Linked DNA regions of Mus musculus: regions 1, 2, 3, 4, 6 and 7 are each linked to region 5. A link is a contact called in public Hi-C, HiCAR-type and HiChIP or PLAC-seq data. All regions are on one chromosome and are shown on one strand. The core of a region is the stretch at or near the end of the contact, and the rest is flanking DNA. Distances in the headings are between cores, read along the strand shown. Region 1 overlaps Lrmda (leucine rich melanocyte differentiation associated). Region 2 overlaps Lrmda (leucine rich melanocyte differentiation associated). Region 3 overlaps Lrmda (leucine rich melanocyte differentiation associated). Region 4 overlaps Lrmda (leucine rich melanocyte differentiation associated). Region 5 holds the start of A330001L22Rik (a long non-coding RNA gene). Region 6 overlaps Lrmda (leucine rich melanocyte differentiation associated). Region 7 overlaps Lrmda (leucine rich melanocyte differentiation associated).

Region 1 (3,274 bases), core at 215-2,714, 730 kb after region 5:
ATAACACTTGATATTCTATAGCTACTTTGACAGATATGATTTTGTGTGTGTGTTTGTATCTCATTAGACTTCAGTGTTAAGCAGGTTTAGGTACCTGAATTATAGTTAAAGATACAGTGGCAGAGGCAAAAGTGACTTGTAAGGTCCCAGAATTCACACATACCAGAGCTAGCTTGACATCATATTCTACTTTCTCTCCAAAATCCATTGGCCAATAGCTAGGCTGTCTCTAGCTGTGCTGGCCTCTGTGGCTACAACTATCCTATACGTTCTTGGGGCCAGTCAAAGCACCTAATGTATGGGTTCTTTATCTGATTCTCCTCTTATTGCTGCTCCTCCTTGGTATGTTGAGGATGCTGTGGTCTTAGTGGCAAATATCTTTTGTCTAAAACTAAGCCTTTAGGAATGAGCTGATGAGGTACATAAAGAGGACAAATTTCTTCTAGGTAACAGCTTTAGGCGAGCTGAATCTATTAGCCTTTTTGTATATTGAATCCTCATCCTACACCAGGGCCTTATAACTCCAAATATTGGTTAAACTCCCAGATGTACAGACTAACCAGTGTTGGCTTGAACCTAGTTCTTCAGTTCTTTGGATCCATAGCAACCTCCATTCTTCTTGGTGGGTCTACCTGATCTTTCATTTCAGCTTGGCCCCCTGGGATGGTATGGACAAAAGGAAACTTGCTTGCTCTAAACTTTCACCTTCTCACAGGCTGGCCTTGATCTAGTTCATATGGCAGCTGCAGAGCTCAAGAGCAGCAGAGAGCAGGCCCCAGTGGACACTCTTCAGTTTTTGACTTGTGACTTTTTGCTATTGTCGTGGTAGCTCAGAAAAAATGCCAGGCACAAGCAAAAAGTCAGTCTGAGAAAGAACAGTGGAGGGACCCAGACCCAGGGAGGTCTGAGCAGGCTGGGGCTGTGACCACAGAAGCTTACCCCACTTCCATACCAAATAGCCTTCTCCTTCCAAACTTTTCAATGGCATTCTCATTCTGCCATGACCAGGAAGCACTTCCTCCTCATAGGAGCGCTTTCTTTTTGTGAGTCCCTCTGAACTCTTACTACCTCCTGAAACTTTGCACTTGACAAAGCCCTGACATTCTGCAGTATTGCTACCCAGTAGACCTCCCAGGGGGGTGGGGTGGGGTGGGGTGGGGGGGTGCTGCTTAGCATTAATGAGTTGAAAGATTATCCTTAGTCAGGGCTTTTCTGACTTTTTAAATGGTGGCAACGCAAGTTCCCCTTGACAGCATAGAAATGTGTGCATTTTTGTGGAATCTGGACACTGGAGTTTTCTGTTTGGGGAAGGCATTTTAATGAAGCATTCTCAGGTTTGCTCACCAAAATAAAGAAGAGCCTTTTGTGCCCTGGGAAAGTTATGTGGAGATCAGGCATGCCTTAGAAAAGGGGCTAAGAGTGAAGGCAAACTAAAGTCAGCTTTAATGGCTGCTCTCTTTGTAAAACCCATTACTGTGCATGCAAGTTCAGCTCAGGGAAGACACACTTAATGATGTGGAGGCTGGCAGACGGAGCGGACACTGGATGAAAATTCCCAAACAGATAAAAGACAGGACTTCACATCGCTGAGACACATGTGACTTCTTTCAGTGCAAATAGCATAAGGGTGATGACAGTTGTACCGGTCCCCTGCTTTGGGGAGAAATCGCCAGCTTTGCAACAATAAATGACAAGGCACTCACAGGCACAGTTCTTTCCCTGACTAATTGGAAACACACCTCTGACTTTTCCTGTCCCTGGGAAAGAACTACTCTTTGGGAAATGGTATTCCTTACTTAGGTTTACTCTTCTAAAAAACTCAGCTCAGCATGGGGTTTGTAGAAGCAAATGCAAATGCCTCCAAGAGCCAGTGAGTGCTATTGTGAGTGTGCCAGGAAGTGATGGTAAGTTGGGGCTCACAACTTAGGAGGCTTTCTCTAGCTCTGCTTGAATACACACATCCTCTTTCCAGCCTGTTTCCTCACTTGTAAAATACGAAAAATGGAGTGACTGCTTCTAAAATTTGTCTCTCAGAAAAGCTTACAAATGAGTAAGGCTGAGGTTTATTTTTTTTTTCATTTTAAGCTTAGGATTCAGTAGTGTAGAGAAGTATGAACTATTGAAGTTATTACAGGAGACCCTTTTAAAAACACAAAACAACATAAATACATGCCTGATAGAGATAGTGCTATATCTGTCTGTGCACCCATTTATTCATTATTCAGCTATTTGTTTATCTATCCTGCTATCTATCTATCTATCTATCTATCTATCTATCTATCTATCTATCTATCATCTATCTATCTATCATCTATCTATCTATCATCTATCTATCTATCTATCTATCTATCTATCTATCTATCTAACATCTTTATACCACCTGTTTATTTATTACCCCATTCTCCTATCTATGTATGAACTTATGTTGCTTCAATATTCCCATGACCCCATCTACTCATCTTTCCATGAACCCCTGTTCTCATGTATCCACGCATTCATGTGTATCTGAAGCCCCCATCTATCAACTCATAATCCGTGCAGCTAGTCAGGTTCCACCCATGCCCTTGAACCAGAATCCATCTACCCAGTTATTCATGCTCCCATTTGTCCATGAACCTACATGGCTATCTACCCATGTTCTCATCAACTCTTCCATCCATGTATCTGCTCAGCTCTCCACTCATGCACAATTCATCCATCTATCTGGGTTGCATCCACTCACTAAGCCATAAGCTCATCCACTTCTCTCCCCAAGTGCTTATCCACTGCCCTCTCCTTTGCTCCATTTCTTCTACACCTCGGTAAATCTGCTTGTGTTTAACTTCCTCATCTTTCTCTTTTGTGCAAATAAGACATAGCTTTAAGCTGACAAATAAGGAAAATCAGGCAAAAAAAAAAAAAAAGAAAAGAAAATGGAACTGAGCTGATTAGGGACATAACAAAGACTAGTTCCCAGCTCTAGGACCAGAGTTCTCAGGGTTCTGTGTTTCTTCCAAAATGTTCCCCAAAACTCAGAATCTGACATTTCTTTCCTAAAGTTGGACTAGACCAAGGACTCATTCTAGAACTTAATTATCCTATGAGAAAGAAGTAGATTCCTTTTCTCTCTGTTTCACTTATCCTTTAGAGAAATCTTAATTGAGCAGCCATCTTCCACTGTAGATTTTTATGAGCTTTGTGGCTTGAACAGTCATGAATATTATGGGTCATTCTCTCAAATTAGGAAAGTTGATATCTTCAGGAGTTTCCACCTAGAATTAAACACTTTAGTTGA
Region 2 (3,159 bases), core at 66-2,565, 950 kb after region 5:
GGTCAAATCTAAGTGGATCAAGGGACTTCACATAAAACCAGAGACACTGAAACTTATAGAGGAGAAAGTGGGGAAAAGCCTTGAAGATATGGGCACAGGGGAAAAATTCCTGAACAGAACAGCAATGGCTTGTACTGTAAGATCGAGAATTGACAAATGGGACCTAATGAAACTCCAAAGTTTCTGCAAGGCAAAAGACACCGTCAGTAAGACAAAAAGACCACCAACAGATTGGGAAAGGATCTTTATCTTGTCCTTTTCAAGATGCTAAGAAAAGTCTGTTAGCCCTAGAGATGTCACAGTTCTACCTAAGGCTAACTTGATGGACCACTGTAATCACTGATACTTAAAGGAGCAAGGGTGACTCACAGGCAAAGTCCACCCAACCCTGGGTGAAGCCTCATAAAAACCACACCCCGGCCTTCTCTAGCTGACCAGCAGACAGTTCCACTCAAGAGTCTCTCTCAGCAACTGTTTCCTGATTGTTGAACCTCTAGAAAAAGTCTCGCAAGTCCTAAACTTTCTGAGAGTCCTACATTTTGAAACTTTCCTTCGAGCATCTAATGGGTCTCCATCCTCCCTCAAGGGATATTTCAATTGAAAGAAAATCGCTAAAGAATACCACTCTTTACACCAACTACAGGCTTGGAATTGCTCTTGGGAATCTTACTCTTTATATTACATGGCTACTAGGAGCTTCCACAGGGTTGGACCAGTGCTCTGATGATCTCTTTTACCCTCCCCATGTCTGTGATCATCTACTTAGTGATTATAGCACTAACATGTAAGCATCATGGTAGCACCCATGCCTACTACCTCTATAATAGCCTGTGTGTAGCCACAGAGGCCCAAGAAGAAGTATCAAAATCATGAATGCTCAATCCTGAGAACAACCGTAGGAGTTGAGGGGGCCAGAAGTTGAGCCACACAGAACTCAGAAGGGCATGCGAAGAGTCCACTGTTATTTTGCAGAGGTTCATGGCCAGCAAAAGGAGTGCTATCCATCCATTCTTTGTGGCTGACAAGAATTACTGTACCATTGTAGCAAAGGGCCCAGAATGCGGGTTCACAGGTACCTGAATTGATGGACATCCCTGCCTGGAGCCACCAGTGCAGCAGCTGGGGTCCCTTGTTCTTTTATTCCATCCCCTATGTCTGTTTTCTGTCACTCTGTCACGTCAAATCATTGTCAGGTGGCAAACACAGCACCCCCAAGTACAAAGGTATCAGCTTTCAGGACACAGGCTGGAAGGAATAGGATAATGCGAACCAGAAATGGGCATGGGCCACTTTGCAGGCAAGGTAACAGCTAACAAGTGTGGTTAGTGGTTTCATGGGGGAGCACTGGAGTAGGTTTCCGGGACAGGCAGGTGTAGAACAGCCTGTTCTGGGTCCAGTTACAGACAGGCCAGTGAGATTAGTATTGATATCTGCCACTTTGGTCACCTTGTGGCTGCCAAGCTGTTGATTCTGTGAAACACCAAAGGCTCTACTTATCTGGTAATCAACACTGCTCTCAGGAACAGCACAGGGGAAACAGAAATCCACTTTCCTAAGCATGAACTGAGCCTTGGATCGTGTTCCTGGTCTGTGTCTTCCTTTAGAGGCTGCCCCTTGACTTCACTGGCCTATTCATAACCTGCACCTCTGGGTAGCTGTTCTCATTTGTCGCTGAATCAAAGTTTCACCCACTTTAAATGAGTTAGCCCAAAACTCTGTGGCCTGCGCTATGATACAAATGTATCTACAATGACTTGGATATAGCTTAGGATATAGGAGTATGTTTTCATGTCAAGGCAAAACTTCAATCCCTCACCTCTCACCCCTCTGAGCACATAGACGAGGCTTAAGCTAATTATTGTCCTGCCGCAACATCGCCTCTGCTGAGAAGTTTTTGAGTCTCTTTAAAAACATGAAAATTAAAATCCCAAAGGATTAGTAACAGAAGAATAGAAATATAATTAATTTTGTTGCATAATTCACTTTCTTGGTGACTGTTACCCCTCAGCTCCTTGTCCTTTATTCACTTTCTAAAATTTTAATATCTTATTCCTCAAGCTTCAGCTCTTTGATTTACAGGCACTCTGCTGCCTGCTGACATAAGCTTGCCCTTTCTTGCGTTTTGTCCATTTTAATCACTCTCCATCTTCTACTCTCCTCTCCCTCTGTCTTTCTCCCTCCTACTCTACTCCCCTCCTTGCTCTTCATCCTCTGTCTTTTCTCTCCTTTGCTATCTAGACTTTCTCCTTAGTATCTCTCAAAGTTTGAAAAATCAGGTTCATGGTTACTTCTTTATCATCGAAGAATGATGGGAATCAATGGTACAAACAATAGTTCACATATTGCAGACCAAAACTTATTCTATTCCATCCATCTATCCATCCATCCATCCATCCATCCATCCATCCATCCATCCATCCATCCATCATCTGTTCCATCCATCCATCCATCCATCCATCCATCCATCCATCCATCCATCATCTGTCCCATCCATCCATCCATCCATCCATCCATCCATCCATCCATCCATCCATTCATCCATCCATACATCTTCCTTTCACCAACCGTTAACCACTAGCCTTTGTCTGGATAGATGCTCAGGATACAGTGATGAATAACATGAGATCTGTATCTTAAAAGGGACAATCAAAAGTAGGTTATAAGTGATATGTGATAATGGCAGCATATATATCTATGTGTATGTGTGCATGAACATCTATCTATCTATCTATCTATCTATCTATCTATCTATCTATCTATCTATCTATATCTATCTATCTATCTATATCTATCTATCCATCTATCCATCTATCTTACTATCTGTCTGTCTGTCTGTCTGTCTGCCTGCCTGCCTACCCTACCTACCTACCTACCTACCTACTTACCTACCTATTTAACTCTATCTCTCCACTCATTTGGGAGTTAATCACACCTCTGGTATTGCTAATAGTCAGGCATTGCGCCTGCTTTTAGCCCTATAGAGACAGGTAAGACAGACCTTTCCTGCTATTAGGCTACACATGAAATACCTACTAACTTATGCTCCTTTCATCACTCTATGTCATGGACTGGGCTCATTTCTGGTAATCAATTTAGATTAATTAAAAACCATGTATGTGGGCTAGAGAGATGGCTCAATGGTTAAGAACACTTGCTGCT
Region 3 (3,404 bases), core at 619-3,118, 770 kb after region 5:
GGGAAGTCATCTTTAAATTCATGGTAGCAAGTGCATGCAGAGGAAATCCACATCTCAGCAGACCCAGAAACAGAGCATTCGAAAGGAAGCAGAGAGGCCCTGGAACCTTCAGTGTCTATCTCTATGACCCTATATGTGCAAAGTAGGCCTTATGTCCAGAAGTTCCCATGATCATCTAAATCTGCATCATCGGCTAGGAAACACTAAGCAGACAGTTCGTCTTCCAAGTGTGATGGCAGTCACACTGAGTCTTTGCTCACTTGCTCTGGGATGCATTTTTGGGCCCTCTCCTGCATGATTCTGTGTGTCGCAGAAGGTGCCCTCATTGGTTAGAATCCTCTGCCAACTAGAATCTAGTTACAGTTCACTAGTTCACAGAATGGGAATGAGAAGTTACTTGTAAGAAGGGAGAAAGAAGCAGAGATTCTTTACCATGTCTCCCTGCATCCAAGAACAGTGGCTATGCCTCTTCTGTGGCCATGTCTCTCCTCAGAAGCCTCTCCACAGGTCTGTCCTTCATGGTGAACCATGACTCTCGACTCTTTTGATGCTGTCTCTTTCCTTAGCTCATTGAGTATAATGGTAGAAGTTACTTTTCAGATCTAACGTTCACCTTACAGTGAACCAACATTGGCCTTTACTAAGAAGCCCAAGCACAAGGTTGCTATTACATGCAGAAGAATCAGGTTTTCTCGGATCATGGCAAAGAACACATGAGGACAGATCCTTAGGAAACCATTTTGTTTTGTTTTGTTTTGTTTTGTTTTGTTTTGTTTTGTTTTGTTTTAAACCAGGCCCAGAGAGTTTCTGGAATGGATTTGCCCAGTAGTTTAGGGCAATGGTTCTCCACTAGGGAAATCCTTTGACATCCTTGATGTCTATTTAATGATCTCTGAAGATGTCTGTGTTATAGATATTTGTGTGTTCCTGTGTATGCATGTGCAGTCAGGTGCATGCGTGAATGCATATGTGCAGGCCAGAGGTCTGCATTGTCATCTTCTTTGACATCCACCTTTTTTTTTTTCCCCCCAAGACAGAGTCTTTCACTGAACCTGCTACTCACTCATTCCACTGATAGTGGAACAAACATTTTCAGGGATCCCCTATTTTGGGTCACATGACAAAAATAACAGATGTGCCAGCATGCTCAGCTTTAATGTGCATGCTATGCTGTAGCTCAGGTCTACATGCCTCAGTGCCAGGCATGGTACTTGCTGAACTCTCTTCCCAGTCCCTTGAAGACATTGAAAAGTGCATTCTTTTGGAGCAGATGTGTGCTTACCTCATACACAAGGCTTTAGCTAAGGATCTGTGATCTCTCAGAAGGCTCTCAGAAGAGTTCTCAGAAGGAAGGAATTATGAAGTGCAAAGTATTAAAAATGGAGGCTGAGATGCCTTGATCTACAAAATCAGTTTGAGTTCTCCGCCATAGCTAGGTAACACTTTGCCCCACCCCAGGCTTCTTTCTCAAGATCAAGTCCCCTTTTTAGAGTACTCAAATGTTCTCTTTATGCCCTAAAAGATGTCCCTTCAAGTTTGGGCAGCAATTAATTTCTGATTTTGTACTTTGTAACCCAGTTTCTTAGGTTCAGATTGGCAAGAAGTAGCTTGACACTGGAGGAAGAACCTGGGGCAAGAAGGTAAGGTCAGATCGACCTCAAGAGAGCTGGATTTTCAGAAATGATAGGCTAGCTTTAGCTTTTTTCTATGCACCCTAAAGAAGTTCATGGCATCTCCACTGATTAAGAACTGTGTTTCTAAAGTTCTCTGGCAAAAGGACATCTCTGCTCCAGCTAATGCTGATGGTGCTGCACTGCAATACTATTATCCTTGGCTTGAGAACAGAGCGAGCATGTGTGGATGGGCCTGCGATGTTTTATAGGACACTGGCTATAACTTTTTAATGTCATACCACCCACCCACAGCAACCCCATCCCCTGGAGCACTAAATGCCTTTCTTATCACCAATATTTGATGAGAAAATGCTGTTGGGTGTCTTCCTCCAAGTAGACGGGAAATCTAACCATGTTCCTTGCAGCCTAGTGCTCTGTCCACAAGATCTGATTTGTTTTTCTCACCCTAAATTTATAGACAGTTCCAAGGAAGCATATCCTGTTTGCTGTCTGGAGCAGCAGGAGAGTGAGGGAGAGAGTGATTTAGGGAGTTTGTTTTTCTCAAGACTTCCTTGAGCTGCTTTATGGCTTTACAAAAACCGCTGATCTATTCCTCCCTAATTTTATGAGCAAATTGTTCTTTCTTTTCTGATTTTTTTTCCCCCACTGAGTTTTCTTGGCCGACCCAGGCACCAATTATCAGAACTCCCCGGGCATAGTTGGATCCTCCCTAACATGTGTATAGCTGTAAACATATTGACCCCAGAAAATGAGGCTCTAGCTGTAGGCTCAGGCGAAGTCCTGACTTAACAATACGACTTCAAGTGAGAATGCCAACGTGGAATCATTTTTTTTCCCTGGTGACCAACAAGTATCTGTGATGGTTTAACAGTAGTGCAGAGCACCCCTGGAGCCCGTGTCCCCAAAACCTGGCTTAGTAGGGTGGTGGCACTGAGCCAAAGCTTCATTCATTTACAGCTTTCTTTATGGACAAGTGCTAAGAAGGAAGCCATCAGCCAAGAGAAAGTTGTCTGTCACATTCATGAGGAGATGGATAATTATGAATAATTAGAGACAAAGATCCAGTTACAGAAAGGTGTGAGAGGCAGTGCAGAATGTTCCTCCTTTAAAGATGTTTGCCTGGGTTGGACCATTTGCCTGGGTTGGACCATTTCATTACCTTTACTAGGTGACAGTGCAGCCTTTTAGATAAGATCAGCCAAAATGCTGTTGAGAGTGAGTCCTGGCTCATTTAAACCCCTCTTGCTTTTAGGGTCAATCATATATTTCCCTTGCAATCCAGTTGTGTCTGGTTTTTCTAACAAGGGATCTCTTCCTGAGCCATCCTTGTTTAGCTTCCTATAGTAAGATACTCTGACTCCTGGATGTTCCAACAGCTCAGCAGGATAAAAACAAATTTGAGGGAAAAAAAACCAAACCATCACCTAGACACTTTTTATGTGTGCAGCTGTTGATCAAGGCTTTGGTTATTTAAGCTGGTGACATTGACTCTGTGGGCGCAATGACTTACAGAGGTCACCACACTGCAAGTTCACAATAAATGCTGGTAAATTAAATATATTAGAGTATCTATGTACTTCACACTTTTATTTTTAAGCAATGGGGTTTATGGCACAACATAGGCACAGTGGATTTCAAGACTGACCTTAAAGAAAAATACTGACAGAACTTTGGAGAGCCACACTATAGTAGAAAAGGAGTGTGTGTGTGTGTGTGTGTGTGTGTGTGTGTGTGTGTGTGTGTGTGTGTGTGTTGGGGGTGGTCCATTCC
Region 4 (3,387 bases), core at 152-2,651, 870 kb after region 5:
ACCTATACAGAACTTCATCTATCCCCCACCCCACGCACAGTGAGAGAGATCTTGTGATCCCACTTCTTCATGAGAGAGGACAGTGATCTTCGAGACTTGAGGTCCTGCATGGCATGGCAGAGACAGGATTTAGCAAGCCGGACTTCCTCAGCAGATGCTGTTAGTTCTTCCCCAACTTTGTCAACAGCAGGGACTGCACACTCATACTGCCCAGAGACAGAGGCAGCTGTCAACCATAGCATGGAGCACGGAAGAACAAGGTCTGATGGAGTCCTGCCCTGACCTTTTCACATACTGCCTTGGTGACTAACAAGACACTCACTTGCTCCATGTCTCCCTGTCTTCAGAATGGGGACAGTGATGACACTGCCTTGGTAGAGTGATGGAGGCAGTTGTCCTAAGTGTGCTGAGGAAGATGCGGCCCACGGGTTTGAGTGCGGCTACCTCTATAGTTACTATCAAGTTCTTTGTGTTTTATTCATGCTTTTCAGCTTCTAAAGGCAGGCGCTTTCACTGAGGAAAGTGCTTGTAGACAAAGTTGAGAGCCAAGAGGTAGCAGGACGAGGACCTGCTGCGTGTCAGTACAGCAGATGGTCTGCAAGGTGGCCGGCTGCTCAGGCCCTCCAAGCCTTTCTGGAATTCGGGCACTATCTACTTTTGGTAGACCTGTTTCCCCCACCCCCAAATCAAATCAGTTTGAAGAGATGGAAAACAAGGAAGCCTGACCCCTTGACTATTCCCCTCCTTGTACCTGCACCTTCGGAATCAGGTTCTGGAACTACCACCTTGCTTGCTCATCATCAGCCCACCACTGGAAAGAGAAAGCATCCAGGGGACTTGCATGAAGCTCTAGCTCTTGCAGAGTCTAGCTGCTGATTATAGGGGGAGAGACTGGTGTAACCAAAATGCTTTGGAAGACACGAAAGAGACCAGAGAAAACTATTGGGAGGTGGATAATACAGGCCGGGCAGGAGCAGCCATTAATCTCAAGGGTCTTCAATTTCCCTTAGAAGTTCCCTCCCCCCCACCCCCGAAAGAACAGAAATGATCCAGGCCATATGCTGTCCCTTTGTAATCCTCTGAGATGAGGGCTCCTCCCTCCCCACCAACAGATTGAGGCCAATGCTGCGGCCTCATTTAAGATGGTTCTTGAACTTGAAAAGGAGCGTAAAGGTTGTGGCATGCAGGCAGAGTCAACGCAGATGATTTGACTAAAGTAATCCTGATGAATGCCAGGCCCCTCCTGACCACCACAGCCTGACGATGACACATCCGAGGCTCCTTGGGCTGGCTTGCATTTAGGTCAATCTGAACAATCAGGGAAGACATAGTTCCGCTGTGCAGAGTTCTGGGCTGTGCAGGGAACAAGCTAATTGTTCAGTCTCAACTGAGACCTTTCGCTCAAGTCATTAATCACAGAGCATGGTCTGGAGCCTTGGCCCGGAGTTCTATTCTTTAGGCTGAGCCCCTGCTGCAGATGAAGGCTCATTCCAGGTGCTAGCCATTTGCGCTCTCTTCCAATGGGGCTGATTTATGGACCTGGAGATGTTTCCTGGTTTTTCCAAATTCTGTTCCATTACTTTGTAATAAAGGAGACATGTGATTTCTGGCTTTTTGCAGATCCTCAGTTTTTACATTCTCTAATACCAAAGATTTTAAAAATTAGTTTGTGGTCGGCTGTCTGTGATCTGGAGGGTGGAAATGCTGTTCTGTGTTTGAATATCAAAGTCAAAACCATAGGGACTCTTATTTCTTTCCCCTGCTGGTTACAGTTGAAGTTGTACAAGTCAGGCAGGAGTCTTTGTTTCCACATTCAACATCCAGATGCAAATTAAGGTTTGGGAAACCTTGGTGACAGCAGCTTGCTGCAGGTGTTAGAGTTATCCCCATCCCCTCCTGACACATGTTGTTCACAGTATAATATTAAAAGGCCTTTCACACTTCAGCTGGCTCTCCAGTGAGAGTATAAGCCAATACTGAAGACTTCAAAAGGGAGCCTGTGTGTCAAAGGAGGACACTGTCACACTGAGGCCAAACAGGGTGCTGCCTAGTGGTACCTGTTTGACTGAAAGCTAAGCCAGATCTGGGCTGATAGGGGACAGCAGATCCCCTGGGAGTTTCTGCAAGAGGCAGAATTGTGTCAGGAGAGAGTAATTGGAAATTGATACTTGGCATATCTCTGAACTACCCTTTTATTCCAGATAACACCAAAGGGTTTGGCCAAGAGTCTCTGGTGGGTAATCTATCAATTCCCACAATCCATTGCTGAAATACAATCTGCTTGAAAGTCACCAGCTGCTTTCTGATTCTGATTCCTAACTAGCACTTAAAAGTGTGAAGGCCTGTAGTCTTCATCTGGGTGAGTAGAGGAGGGTGGGAGAAGCAGCCAGCTCTGCCTTTTGATGAGTCTCTGAATAATATTGTCACTGGCAACAGCAAACTATCCTTAAAATTCAACTCAGTTCAACAGGTACAGATCCTGAGCCTGCCCTGGGCCTCATGCTATGCTGTGTGCCATGGGACATAGAAAATAAATATCAAACGTGGTCTTTGCCCTTGCGGAGCTTGTGGCTCGGAGGGAAGATGATGTGTTTATGAAACACGTATCATGTGGCAAGATAAGGTCTTGTGTATGTGCCAAAGTGAGGGGAGCTGGGAATAGGGAAGACACAGAGGCAGCAAAACAAGGACAGAGCAGTCCAGGGTTGTCATAGAAGGTTTTATGGATGAGGTGGGACAAAGACACCAATATCCCCAAACCCCAATTTTTCCCTTAAAGAAACCTGCCTCCTGTTACTGAGAGATTCCGGATACATTCATGTGCACCTCACAGTATGAGAATCAGGTGATTCTGTTTGAATACGTGTCACATACATGTTAGGGTGCCAACAACCAGATATAATGAAGTAGAATAACACGTTCTATTGGCATATGTGCTCTTCTGGGGCCAGCTCCTCTTATGCGGATACCTAAAGGTATTGCTGGTCTCCATGATCGCAAAGCCTAAGATCCTTTCCACTTGCTTTTAATGACCTAAAGATCTTCCAACCCCAGGTACATTGTGAGCTGATGCTCTGAGTGCACGGTTGTTATGGAGCTGTCCCACCTCATCCTCATCCATGGATGGCATGGGAGCTTTGTGAGCTGCCTACAGTGTAAAGCCTGTTATGAATATGGATGGTGGGCAGAAAAGACATGGGACCAGCTTCAGATGCTGGCTTAAATACTGAGTTAGAGAGGACTTGAGTAGCATTAGAAAGTCTGGGCATGGCCCAAATTCAAGGCCACAAAAGTGAAGCCTCGTGTCCATTTCTGTGAAGGTCAAATGTGGAGGGCAAGCCGCATTTTTTATTAATTTTCATATTTTGTCCTTGACAGTCATTCTTC
Region 5 (3,166 bases), core at 117-2,616:
CTACGTTTGTCATCTACCGCCTTCCTTCTTTTTTCTCTTCGTCGTTCTTCGTTTTCCCAGCAGGAAAACAAACTGAAACCTTTGGAGGGAGGGAGTGTTAACAGACTTCGGGAGAAGAAACGCAGGCGGTAATGTGGATACCTGCTGAACAGTCAACTCCAGGGATGAGTGGGAGCCTGTATACAAAAAAAATCTTTTCAGAAATTAAGATTTTGCGTGGCGCGGCCACCCGGGTAAGGAAAGTCGATGCTGCAGAAAGTCTGCCCGCCCGCTTGGATTTCCAGAGGTTCAGCAGCAGAGAAACCAGAAGCTAGAAGGGCAACGGAGGCGGTGGCTGCTCGTCCTCGCGACGTGCGCCGGGCTCTCCGCCCTTCCCGGTCACGTGACACCGAAGGACGCTCAGATTGGGGCTTGAGCGGGGGGTCACATGTTTCCCCTGTTTCACACTTCAGCCCCCCCCCCATTCTTGCTTTCGTCTTGCTACTCTCCCCCCCCCCCGCACCCCCTGTTTCTCTGGGCATCTCCACCCCTCCATCAATTGTCAATGTGCCTCGACCGCAATCAATCAGTTATTTGTCAGCTCTTGTCAATCTGCCCGTGATTTATGTCAGCTTTTGTTGCTGATTACAAGGCGGGTGAGACTTGAAGGGAAAAAGAGAGACCTAGAGTGAGACAGAGGAAGGAAGAGACCGAGAAGAAACTGAAGGAGGGGGAAAGAGCAGCAGCCTCCTGGCACCTGTGTGTGTGTTTGTGTGTGTGGAGGGTGTGTAAGAAAAAGAAAGAGGGGAAAGGGGCGTCCACAGTCAGGAAAATGAAATAGTGAGAGTAAAGTGCGCAGGTGCACCCAGGACTCCTAGTCTGGAGCACCGGCCTGGGATGTGCTCACTCCCTCTTGGGGTTGTGGAGACAGACACACCTTCTACCTTTGGGTGCTTCGGTCAATCCGGGTCGCCCAGTTCGGGTCTGCTGAGTACCTAAGAACGACGCTGGAGGCGACGTCTAACGCGGAGGTTTCCCGCCTCTCTGGCATAATCCCTCCCGGGAATGTAACTTGAGGATGTCCAGTTGTCGACCTCGGTAGTGTTCCCACCCCAGACTCGGGAATTTCTTTCCAAAGAGCCATGCCATCAAATATAGCCCGAGTTCTGGAGGTTACTTGTAGAATAAACCTCCTTAATTCTGTGACCCGTGTTCGTAGCGAGAGTTGAATAGCTCAAGAGAAGAGGCCTGACCATGTGCATAGGCAAACAGGTCTCAGGCTCGCTCTCCTCCTCTCCCGGGTCCTTCGCCACTACCCTCCGCTGGCCATCCCGACAGTCCTGGGAGCCGGGACTTAATCGGGCTGCTGGACGGCATGATGTAGACCATCCAGACAGGACTGACCTATGCGGGGAGAGGAGAGGGAAGGAACGCGAGAGGGAGGGGCGGCTGCCTGTGGAAACCGGTTCTTCCAGGGAAGCGGAGCGGGACTTCGGCGTTCCCCTCGATTTGCGCCGTCGCTCGGGCTGTTTGGAAAGAAGAGGGGAGGCGCTGTGCATGCTGACTTGTACCTGGATCTGGGTGCACAGTGCGTATGCACTCCTGTGCCGCTGGGCGACTTCCATAACGTCCGCTCCGGGGTTACTCCCAGAAACTCGTAGAAAGTAGAAGGGGGTGAGAAGAGGACACACCCCCTTGCTCGGAGGGACTTGGGAGACTTTGAATTTCCCCTCCCCCCACTTTTCCGCAGAGCTCTTCTTTTGTTGTCAAGTCCTTTTGATAAATGGTGGGGCTGGGAGAGCTGGGAGCCAGGAGCCGATCTGCGCCCTGCGCAGGGGCGGGGGCCCAGCCTGGAGACCGGGTTCGGACCACCGCGCACCCTGAGCTGAACCGGGCACGCTCAGGGGACTTTTCCTTCTGTTTGCCAGCCTATTTCTTTCCTACCATCCCAGTCCCCCTTCCCTTCTGTTTCTGTCCACGCGGATAACGAGAACTTTCTGGGGTGGGGGTGAGTTATATAATTTTCTCGTAAGTATTCTTTCACAGAGTTTTGATTTTATTCCTTGATTCCTTAGGTTGGCAAAGTTAATGGGATGGTAACTCGATTAATGGTAATTTGGAAAGAAGAGCGGCTGGGGCTGGTGTGTGTGTGTGTGTGTGTGTGTGTGTGTGTGTGTGTGTTAAGAACATTGGCTGTTTGTGATCCTCCTGCGACAATTGAGAAAGGTAAATTTGTGAGACTATGGCAAGATCACAGGCACCTTTGTGAAGGTGCCTGAATGATCTCTGGAGTAAGAAGTCCAGCTTACGTTTTGGCAGAATGGCAACCCCAAACTCTGCCGGGTAAGGTCTCTGAAGCTGCTTGCAGCCTGCGGGGTGTTAGTGCCTGCCGGTGTCTCCCACTGTATGGCTCTAAAGGTGTCACCCTCTGGTCAGCTCCTGTGGTCCTAGCATAGGAAGCTAGGCCTTGGGCCACCTGCCATATTGGCCTCTTTCATAGGCCTGGAGAGTGAGAGTTGACGCTGTGGACAGAACTGAGGAGAGCAGGAGCAAGCGCGGGCCTAGGGTGTCCTCTTCGCTCCGGGGGTTCAGTTTCTAGGCTCAGTTTGTCTCTTTTCCTCCAATTCCAGTAGTTTTCTCATTGCGCTGGGCAGTTCAAGGGAGGCCACCCCAGCTCTTCAAGACTGGTAGAATCGTGGAATGGCTCTCGTCCCACGTAGATTACATGCGCTCACCGGTGTGCGCCGCCGGGCTCCGTGAGCTCCGACTGCCGCGTTAAAACTCAACTCCGAAGGTCGGAGCGCACGGGGGCGCCTGGGGGTCTGCGTTCCCCGGGCTTTGGGGAGGCACCAGCATCTGAGCCTGCGCACCTCTCAAGGGAGGCCAAATCTCTGAAGGCCGAGTAAGCTGTGGAAGTTGGAGGGGGTGTGGGGGGATATATTGTTATTAATTACTTCAGGCTAGGCCTAATGCTTCCAACCCTCAGAGGTGGTTGGCATGGACGTCCTGCGGATTTTATTTGCACACAATGGACATGATTTGTTTTCTAAAAAAAAAAAAAAAAAAAAAAAAAGGGTGTGGGCATGGCAGATATTTGAGGAGGAGGTGGAGGGAAGAAGGCGGAAGGGAAGAGAGCCGAGGAAAAAAGTTTGAAAATGCCTTGAACTATTCACTGTCGAGATGGCTA
Region 6 (3,485 bases), core at 679-3,178, 900 kb after region 5:
GAGAAAGTAACCAAGGAGCTAAAGGGATCTGCAACCCAATAGGTGGAACAACAATATGAACTACCCAGTACCCCCCAGAGCTTGTGTCTCTAGCTGCATATGTATCAGAAGATGATCTAGTTGGCCATCAGTGGAAAGAGAGGCCCATTGGTCGTGCAAACTTTATCTGCCTCAGTACAGGGTAATGCCAGGGCCAAGAAGTAGGAGTGGGTGGGTGGGGGAGTGGGTGGGAGAGCGGGTGGGGGACTTTTGGGATAGCATTGGAAATGTAAATGAAATAAATACCTAATAAAAAAACAAAATAAAAAAAATAAATTGTATTATGCACATTCACTGTTGTTATCAGCTACACCCTTAGTTGGATCTCCAAAGCTCCTGAACATGGCTTGCTCTGATGCAGTCAACAAACACATTCTCCTTAATTGCCTGGTACTTGTGATTTGCACTGATCCCTAACCTTGGTGTCAGTCTTAGAATTACAGGTTTCAAACCTCTTGTATTGTATCCAGTAATCATTTTATTTGAAATTTATTATCTCCTCTTTTTTTTTTTTTAAATTACGTGCATCCATTTAAGTGTGAGAGGGGCAAACTTGTGTCATCGCATGCATGTGGAGGCCTGTGTGAGTCTGTTCTCTTTATAACATGTGGGTCTTGGGGATTGAATTCTTGGTGCCAGGTCTGGCATCAGATGCCTTTATCTTCTGAGCCATCTTGTGGGACCCATCTCACTGATTGACTGTGCTAATTGCAAAGATGAGACAGCATCAATCTTTCAATACTCTGGAGCACTAAAATTCTGTCGTACTATCGGTCCATAACAGCAGAGCAAGGGTTATTACCTGTCTGTGAGATCTGGAAGCTGGCTGGAGGCTTGGACTCCTTTTAAGATGGGTTTCGAGACGTTAACAAATGAAGCTTTTGCTTTGGTCATTCTGTCTCTCACCTGTCAACGACCCATGAGTTTCTGGTTTCCTAAGCTTTTACAATATGTCATCGCTTTACTATCTATTTCTGCTTATGTGAAAAAGCAATGCCCCACCCTGTCCCTCACATACAATAAGCCTCTCTGTGCTTATGATAAAACATTCCTACTACTGTCACACTCTTAGGAATCCAATTTATATCTCCACATATTTCAAGTCCCAACGACAATATCTGTGCATTTGCACAGACTTCTTTGGACCATTTTTTCAGTACTTATCTCTGTGTGCCCCAAGATTTTTCACTCTTCTGTCCTCTGTCTCTGAGCTTTGTGAAGTACAGTTCAGGCCTCTGACTTTCCTTGTATTCTGCTAACTGCCTCTAACAAAGGCAATCGATCATAGATCAAATCAGTTTGTATAAACACTGGCGTATGAAATGCATGAAATGGGAGTAGACGGATCCTGAGAGATCTTCTCCATCATTCCCCAGGATCATTGTTCTCAGGGAGAATAGGTCACAAAATTCTTGTCTAGACAGGAAAATCAGAAGGCAGAAAAATAATCATCTCAAACCCTGGCTCATTATAAAGGTTGTAGGTAGCACTTGTACCCCTGAGTAGGGACTCCGTGAATGGCATCAAACTCTAAGACACATACACTCATGTACAAACATGTACACACACCACACACACACACACACACACACACACACACACACACACACACACACACACACAAGAAGAGGATTTTGGCCTTGACATTCTTTATAAATTTGGCACCAGTACTTTTGTAACTGCCTAAAGATAAAAATCAGCCACTAAGTATCTATTTATGAGTAGAGAATGAATTCCACGAAGAGAACCTCAGGGATCTTTTGTTCCCACCCAGTACACCAACTCAGTGACAATTCCTAATCACTTGGTGGTCATCGTCTTGCAAATGAAGCATAGCACAGACGCACTGTCTGCTCTACTTAAATTTATGAAAAGTCACTGAAAGAAAATGTAGGAAGGAAATGAGCCATGGTGAGGCTTTGTGTGTGGAGGGAGAGGAGCTGTGGTTAGCTGGCTTGCTCAATCCCTCGGATTCTCAAAGCCAAGAGAAAATTTATCCTCTTCCACTGAGACATAACTTAACTCCTTTTGGTCATTAATCTGTGAAGTTGATGTCTGCCATGGTAATTCATCAAACATTTTTGTGGGGTGAGTCTGGTGGTTGCCTCCTGGGGCATCTGCCTTTGAAATTCAAAGCAAGGCTTGGTCCACTGGGGATGAAGTGGCTTTCCTGCTTGCTGCATGCACATCTGGATGGAGACTTGCTGCCCTGTCCTTGCCTTTGCTTGGCCCTAGAACAGTCTGGGGGAAAGCAGCCATCTTGAACTACCTATGCCCATCTCTCAGATCTGATATCTACCTAAGCTGTGGGCACTGGAGGGATAGGCACTATAGCATAGTGACCTTTTCCTGTGTTGCCTCTGAGCCCAGAACTATGACATTCACTATTTCCAGGGATTTTTTTTTTTAAAGCAAAGAATTGGTATATTAACCATTGTGAAAAACGAGTTGACTCCTCAAGCTATGCATCTCTACCATCTGAAGATCAATTAGAGGACAGTCCTGTAATCCACAGGTATGATCTGAATTTACAAGTGTGTGGTCTGACACAAATAGGTGTCCCTGTAGTGAGCTAGCCCTCAAGTATTGGGCTACACTGCCTCTCTAGTAACTTCCCTTTGTCCCCTAGCTGAAGACTTCTTGCAAACTTCCTAGTCCTCTTGTGGCTTGGTCCTGTTCTCTCTGCAGGCTGTTCTCGATGTGCCTTGTTCTGCACCTTAATCTTCCCACAGAGATTGTCTCTCAGTTTCTTGATAGCTTCATCTCATTCTTGTAGTGCCATGATTCCTCACTAGGAGACCATGCCCAGAAATCTTTGGGAACTTGGCTTCTTCTGTTAATGAGGTTTGAGATCATTTAAGAAGCTAGACACAAGAGAACCGAATGACCCTATTAAAAAAAATGAGATACAGAGCTAAACAAAAATTCTCAACTGAGGAATACCGAACAGCTGAGAAGCACCTAAAGAAATGTTCAACATCCTTAAGTCATCAGGGAAATGCAAATCAAAACAACCCTGAGATTCCACCTCACACCAGTCAGAATGGCTAAGATCAAAAACTCAAGTGACAGTAGATGCTGGCAAGGTTGTGGAGAAAGAAGAACACTCCTTGATTGCAAGCTGGTACAACCACTCTGGAAATCAGTTTGGCAGTTCCTCAGAAAACTGGACATAGTACTACCTGAGGACCCACTAATACCACTCCTGGGCATATACCCAGAAGATACCTCAACATGTAATAAGGACACATGCTCCACTCTGTTCATAGCAGCCTTATTTATAATATAGAGGAGCTGGAAAGAACCCAGATGTCCCTCAACAGAGGAATGGATTCAGAAAATGTGGTACATTTACACAATGGTAAACTATTAAAACATGGCAAAAAATGGTAAGCTATTAAAAACATTGAATTTATGAAATTCTTAGGCAAATGGATGGGATTAGA
Region 7 (3,355 bases), core at 529-3,028, 920 kb after region 5:
CTCAAGAAGAAGGAAGACCAAAGTGTGGGTATTTCGTTCTTTCTTAGAATGGGGAACAAAATACCCATGGAAGGAGTTACAGAGACAATGTTTGGAGCTGAGATGGACGGAAGGACCATCTAGAGACTGCCCTACCTGGGGATCCATCCCATAAACAACCACCAAACTCAGACACTGTTGCATATGCCAGCAAGATTTTGCTGACAGGACCCTGATATAGCTATCTCTTGTAAGGCTATGCCAGTGCCTGGCAAATACAAAAGTGGATGCTCACAGTCATCTATTGGATGGAACACAGGGCCCCCAATGAAGGAGCTAGAGAAAGTACCCAAGAAGCTGAAGGGGCCTGTAACCCTATAGGAGAAACAACAATATGAACTAACAAGTACCCCCCAGACTTGTGTCTCTAGTTGCATATGTAGCAAAGGATGGCCTAGTAGGCCATCAATGGGATGAAAGGCCCTTCGAAAGGTCTTTCAAAGATTATATGCCCCAGTACAGGGGAATGCCAGACTAGGAAGCAGGAGTGGGTGGGTTGGGGAACAGGGTGGGGAGAGGGTATAGGGGACTTTCGGGATAGCATTTGAAATGCAAATGAAGAAAATATCTAATAAAGAAAAAGAAAAAGTAATAATATCAATGTTAAGTACACAACCTGTGAGTACTGCACACTTAATCTTCCTGCTTCTCTGGGACGTTTAGGCTCAAGGTGTCTTCTTGCTTTAAAGAGCAGATGAGAAAAGAGAAACATCCCCAATGAGTCGAGCCAAAACCCACAAGCAAAGCATGGTGAAGTCGGGGAGCAGGAGGAATGTCTCTTATTTTCCTGCAGGGCCTCTTGGTAGCCACATTGTTAATTGCAGGAAGAGATTTGAAAAGTGACCTGGCCAGAGGGTCTGTGAGCATCAGAAGTGACAAGTCACATAGTTGAGGGGAGTAAAGAGCCAGGGAAGAAGGGAGAGTGAATGGGTGCCATTATTCCATGTCATTGTAACTATAGGTGCACATGCTCTTACCTGGCACATTTCTCTTTGTCCCCACTGAACCCAAAGAATCGTCAACTACCATAATCTCCAGAGCCTGGAAGGGATTCGGGGAAAAAGCCAAAGAAATGATTAAAGAGCTGAAGAAGCCACAGATTCAGTGGGTGTCTCCTCTCTGCACCATGAGCACTGCCTTGTAGGACAGTCAAACAACTAGATAAGTGTTGTTTTGCCCAAGGCAGACAAAAAGGTATGGGAAACATGTCTCCACTCTAGTTGCCAACAGCCAATAAATTTTTGTGTCTTTTTCCTTCCAAGTGGACTGTCAGTAAATATATTTTTTTAAAGTTTTATTGAACAGGGTGACCTCAAATTTATTTGTACTTTTTTTTCAATGAGACTCTGAGCAATTGCAGACTCTCGTCGCTGCAGGCTCCGGTGAGCTTCAAAACAGCCTGTGTTCCTTTCCCAACTCAGTTCTACCCAGGGAAACAGCTACTCTTCTTTGTTGCCAACTTTGTCTGGAGACTAACAGGGTGAGATTGAAAACCCCCTCATCGGACACATGTCACCTCTCATGCCTGTTTCTGGCTTCCTTTGGGTGTGTGAGCAGACTCATTTTATTAAACCATTTTTCAGGGGACAGATGGGAAATCTGTCTTTCCCATTAGTCACCAGAAAGTGACCCCAGCAGCTGTGGAGAGAATTGGTCAAGCTGTTGTAACCAACTAGGCCAGAGTGGGAAAAGACACCAAGCCTTGTCACAAGGTCCCAGGCATTCCCAGGAGCCCTAGAACGGCTGAAGCCTTGTCATTAGCTAAACCTTGCTTGGCTGAGATCCTTCTCCACAGCCAAGGGTGAGGCACTGTGTGTCTAAGCAAGGAAGTGGGACAAAGACTGCTTACCATTTGGCATCCATGTTTAATTAGTTTCTTAATGTTATGGGGGGAAAACATGAAATAAATAAGGACAACTGACCACTCTATAATTTGTTTCTGAAGCTTGGCGAGACATAAAAGTCTACCTTCCAAAACCACACAGCATAATTTATTTTATGAGTCCCCCTCGGCACCAGGTCCAGGCTAACCTTGAGTTGAGAGGCTATGCCTTCTCTCCCTGGTGCTGGTGGTCACAGTGTGTCCTTTCTTGGCAGTGGCTCTGGGCCCAGCAAAACAGACCCGTGAAAGGCAAGTGGATTAATCATTCTGAAGGCATGCTCCACTCCAGCTATTCCTCTGCAGGATGCCTGAGAACCAGCAAGCGGCCACTGTAGCAATTCACAAGGGGACAGAAAGAGATGTCTGAAGACTCTCACACAAAAAGCAGGGGTAGAGATGGAAAGCTTTTATAGGATACTCACTGGAGTTTTCATTAAACTGAAAAGTATATACCAGAAAAGCAAAACAAAACAAAACAAAACAAAAAAATAGATCACCATTCCTGCAGCAGAAACTGTGACAAGACCAACCTTTTTATTACAATCAGGCTTTCTCTAAATATATTATGCCCCGCAGGTCAAAATGATTTACTTCTCTATTTGAGGACATCTGAATTCTATTCTGCTGTTGCCAGTATGTTCTCAGCTGTGCCAAAACTGAGCAGGTCTGTGGTTCCTTTGTAACATCAAAACGGAGGCATTTATCATAGAGATTTATCGTGGGACAGCCTGCCAGATGGTTTGGGTATTTTAAAGGTGAACTGCTCAGGCCTTGATTAGCTCACGCAGACTTCTAGTTAAGACAACTCTATCAGCAGCCCAGTAGAGAGATGCCTTCCTCCACCTCCCCTACCCACCCTCCCCCTGTTCTCAAAAGGCAGAAAATATTAATGTAATGGCAGATGTGGCATAGATTGTCATTTCAGAAAGAGAACCAAGCCATAACCAATCCCACTGATTGCATTCTAATTATAACATGACCCCCTGTTGCTTTGCATAGAGGCAGCATTCATTTTGGGGATCCCACTGTAAAACTTGCAGAGTCAACGACCCTCAAAGGGGCAATTGTAAGATTTAAGCTTAGGTTTTCTTTTTTCTTTTCTCTTCTCTACTTTTCTCCCTCCCTCCCTCCCTCCCTCCCTCCCTCCCTCCCTCCCTCCCTCCCTCCCTCCCCCCTCCTTCTTCTTCTTCTTCCTCTCTCTCTCTCTCTCTCTCTCTCTCTCTCTCTCTCTCTCTCTTTCTTTCTTTCTTTCTTTCTTTCTTTCTTTCTGTCCCTGCCAGGCCTCTGCTGATTGGGCCAGCAAGAATGCATTTGATTATATAGACTGAATTTATTGGGAACAGAACCTTTGTGCTTTGAAATGCCTCTCATTCAAATTACATTCAGACATTCAATCAACATTGATTGTGATATGGACTGGCAATGGGGAATGCC

What was found. Hi-C and Micro-C count contacts between places; a contact is called where the count stands out from the background. HiCAR-type assays count read pairs that join an accessible place to other places. HiChIP or PLAC-seq counts read pairs in DNA pulled down with a chosen protein or histone mark.
Region 1: a contact with region 5 is called in a HiCAR-type map of astrocytes, with 4 times the contacts expected there. The contact joins the enhancer-like site here to the promoter of A330001L22Rik in region 5. A contact is called at or near these places in 5 of 39 promoter capture datasets (the 3T3-L1 cell line, the C10 cell line, hippocampal neurons and 2 more), 14 of 115 datasets of contacts at active chromatin or transcription factors (astrocytes, bone marrow-derived macrophages, cardiomyocytes and 11 more) and 1 of 9 other capture datasets (embryonic stem cells).
Region 2: an H3K4me3 HiChIP or PLAC-seq map of craniofacial prominence shows a contact between it and region 5, with 9 times the contacts expected there. The contact joins the enhancer-like site here to the promoter of A330001L22Rik in region 5. A contact is called at or near these places in 9 of 39 promoter capture datasets (the 3T3-L1 cell line, the SN4741 cell line, cranial neural crest and 5 more), 2 of 484 Hi-C or Micro-C datasets (bone marrow-derived macrophages and embryonic fibroblasts), 14 of 115 datasets of contacts at active chromatin or transcription factors (acute myeloid leukemia, craniofacial prominence, differentiating embryonic stem cells and 10 more) and 1 of 9 other capture datasets (embryonic stem cells).
Region 3: a contact with region 5 is called in a Hi-C map of uterus, with 4 times the contacts expected there. The contact joins the enhancer-like site here to the promoter of A330001L22Rik in region 5. A contact is called at or near these places in 8 of 39 promoter capture datasets (the 3T3-L1 cell line, the C10 cell line, the HPC-7 cell line and 4 more), 8 of 484 Hi-C or Micro-C datasets (LSK cells, bone marrow-derived macrophages and uterus), 19 of 115 datasets of contacts at active chromatin or transcription factors (the NIH/3T3 cell line, acute myeloid leukemia, astrocytes and 16 more) and 1 of 9 other capture datasets (embryonic stem cells).
Region 4: a contact with region 5 is called in an H3K4me3 HiChIP or PLAC-seq map of embryonic limb bud, with 5 times the contacts expected there. The contact joins the enhancer-like site here to the promoter of A330001L22Rik in region 5. A contact is called at or near these places in 9 of 39 promoter capture datasets (the 3T3-L1 cell line, 3T3-L1-derived adipocytes, the C10 cell line and 4 more), 15 of 115 datasets of contacts at active chromatin or transcription factors (the NIH/3T3 cell line, astrocytes, craniofacial prominence and 11 more) and 1 of 9 other capture datasets (embryonic stem cells).
Region 6: a Hi-C map of adipose-derived mesenchymal stem cells shows a contact between it and region 5, with 3 times the contacts expected there. The contact joins the enhancer-like site here to the promoter of A330001L22Rik in region 5. A contact is called at or near these places in 5 of 39 promoter capture datasets (the C10 cell line, hippocampal neurons, liver and 1 more), 1 of 484 Hi-C or Micro-C datasets (adipose-derived mesenchymal stem cells) and 12 of 115 datasets of contacts at active chromatin or transcription factors (the NIH/3T3 cell line, astrocytes, bone marrow-derived macrophages and 8 more).
Region 7: a contact with region 5 is called in a HiCAR-type map of astrocytes, with 4 times the contacts expected there. The contact joins the enhancer-like site here to the promoter of A330001L22Rik in region 5. A contact is called at or near these places in 9 of 39 promoter capture datasets (the 3T3-L1 cell line, the C10 cell line, cranial neural crest and 4 more), 7 of 484 Hi-C or Micro-C datasets (the BV-2 cell line, the G1E-ER4 cell line, astrocytes and 3 more), 13 of 115 datasets of contacts at active chromatin or transcription factors (acute myeloid leukemia, astrocytes, bone marrow-derived macrophages and 9 more) and 1 of 9 other capture datasets (embryonic trunk).

What each region holds. Positions count from the first base shown.
Region 1 is chr14:22,720,332-22,723,605 of GRCm38.p6, forward strand. The region is part of intron 5 of Lrmda (leucine rich melanocyte differentiation associated); the gene reads left to right. Among named protein-coding and RNA genes, the nearest start is that of Gm30926, 79 kb to the right of the region's middle. Within about 2 kb of position 1,465, at least 8 of the 459 cell types and tissues checked have an H3K27ac peak or open chromatin away from gene starts, as enhancers often do. A contact at or near this core is called in astrocytes and stem cell-derived neural progenitor cells, where this site is marked.
Region 2 is chr14:22,935,601-22,938,759 of GRCm38.p6, forward strand. The region is part of intron 6 of Lrmda (leucine rich melanocyte differentiation associated); the gene reads left to right. Among named protein-coding and RNA genes, the nearest start is that of Gm30783, 4.8 kb to the left of the region's middle. Within about 2 kb of position 1,316, at least 6 of the 459 cell types and tissues checked have an H3K27ac peak or open chromatin away from gene starts, as enhancers often do. A contact at or near this core is called in craniofacial prominence, embryonic limb bud and second pharyngeal arch cranial neural crest, where this site is marked.
Region 3 is chr14:22,755,698-22,759,101 of GRCm38.p6, forward strand. The region is part of intron 5 of Lrmda (leucine rich melanocyte differentiation associated); the gene reads left to right. All of the region lies in intron 1 of Gm30926 (a long non-coding RNA gene), which reads right to left. Among named protein-coding and RNA genes, the nearest start is that of Gm30926, 44 kb to the right of the region's middle. Within about 2 kb of position 1,869, at least 4 of the 459 cell types and tissues checked have an H3K27ac peak or open chromatin away from gene starts, as enhancers often do. A contact at or near this core is called in uterus, where this site is marked.
Region 4 is chr14:22,862,945-22,866,331 of GRCm38.p6, forward strand. The region is part of intron 6 of Lrmda (leucine rich melanocyte differentiation associated); the gene reads left to right. Among named protein-coding and RNA genes, the nearest start is that of Gm30926, 63 kb to the left of the region's middle. Within about 2 kb of position 1,402, at least 16 of the 459 cell types and tissues checked have an H3K27ac peak or open chromatin away from gene starts, as enhancers often do. A contact at or near this core is called in embryonic limb bud, where this site is marked.
Region 5 is chr14:21,988,109-21,991,274 of GRCm38.p6, forward strand. It overlaps A330001L22Rik (a long non-coding RNA gene), which reads left to right and starts at 1,367. Exons shown (of 2, transcript XR_001781181.2): 1 at 1,367-3,166. It overlaps Zfp503 (zinc finger protein 503), which reads right to left and starts at 1,493. Exons shown (of 3, transcript NM_145459.3): 1 at 917-1,493; 2 at 1-176.
Region 6 is chr14:22,885,368-22,888,852 of GRCm38.p6, forward strand. All of the region lies in intron 6 of Lrmda (leucine rich melanocyte differentiation associated), which reads left to right. Among named protein-coding and RNA genes, the nearest start is that of Gm30783, 45 kb to the right of the region's middle. Within about 2 kb of position 1,929, at least 23 of the 459 cell types and tissues checked have an H3K27ac peak or open chromatin away from gene starts, as enhancers often do. A contact at or near this core is called in adipose-derived mesenchymal stem cells, where this site is marked.
Region 7 is chr14:22,904,778-22,908,132 of GRCm38.p6, forward strand. The region is part of intron 6 of Lrmda (leucine rich melanocyte differentiation associated); the gene reads left to right. Among named protein-coding and RNA genes, the nearest start is that of Gm30783, 26 kb to the right of the region's middle. Within about 2 kb of position 1,779, at least 77 of the 459 cell types and tissues checked have an H3K27ac peak or open chromatin away from gene starts, as enhancers often do. A contact at or near this core is called in astrocytes, forebrain, muscle stem cells and 3 more, where this site is marked.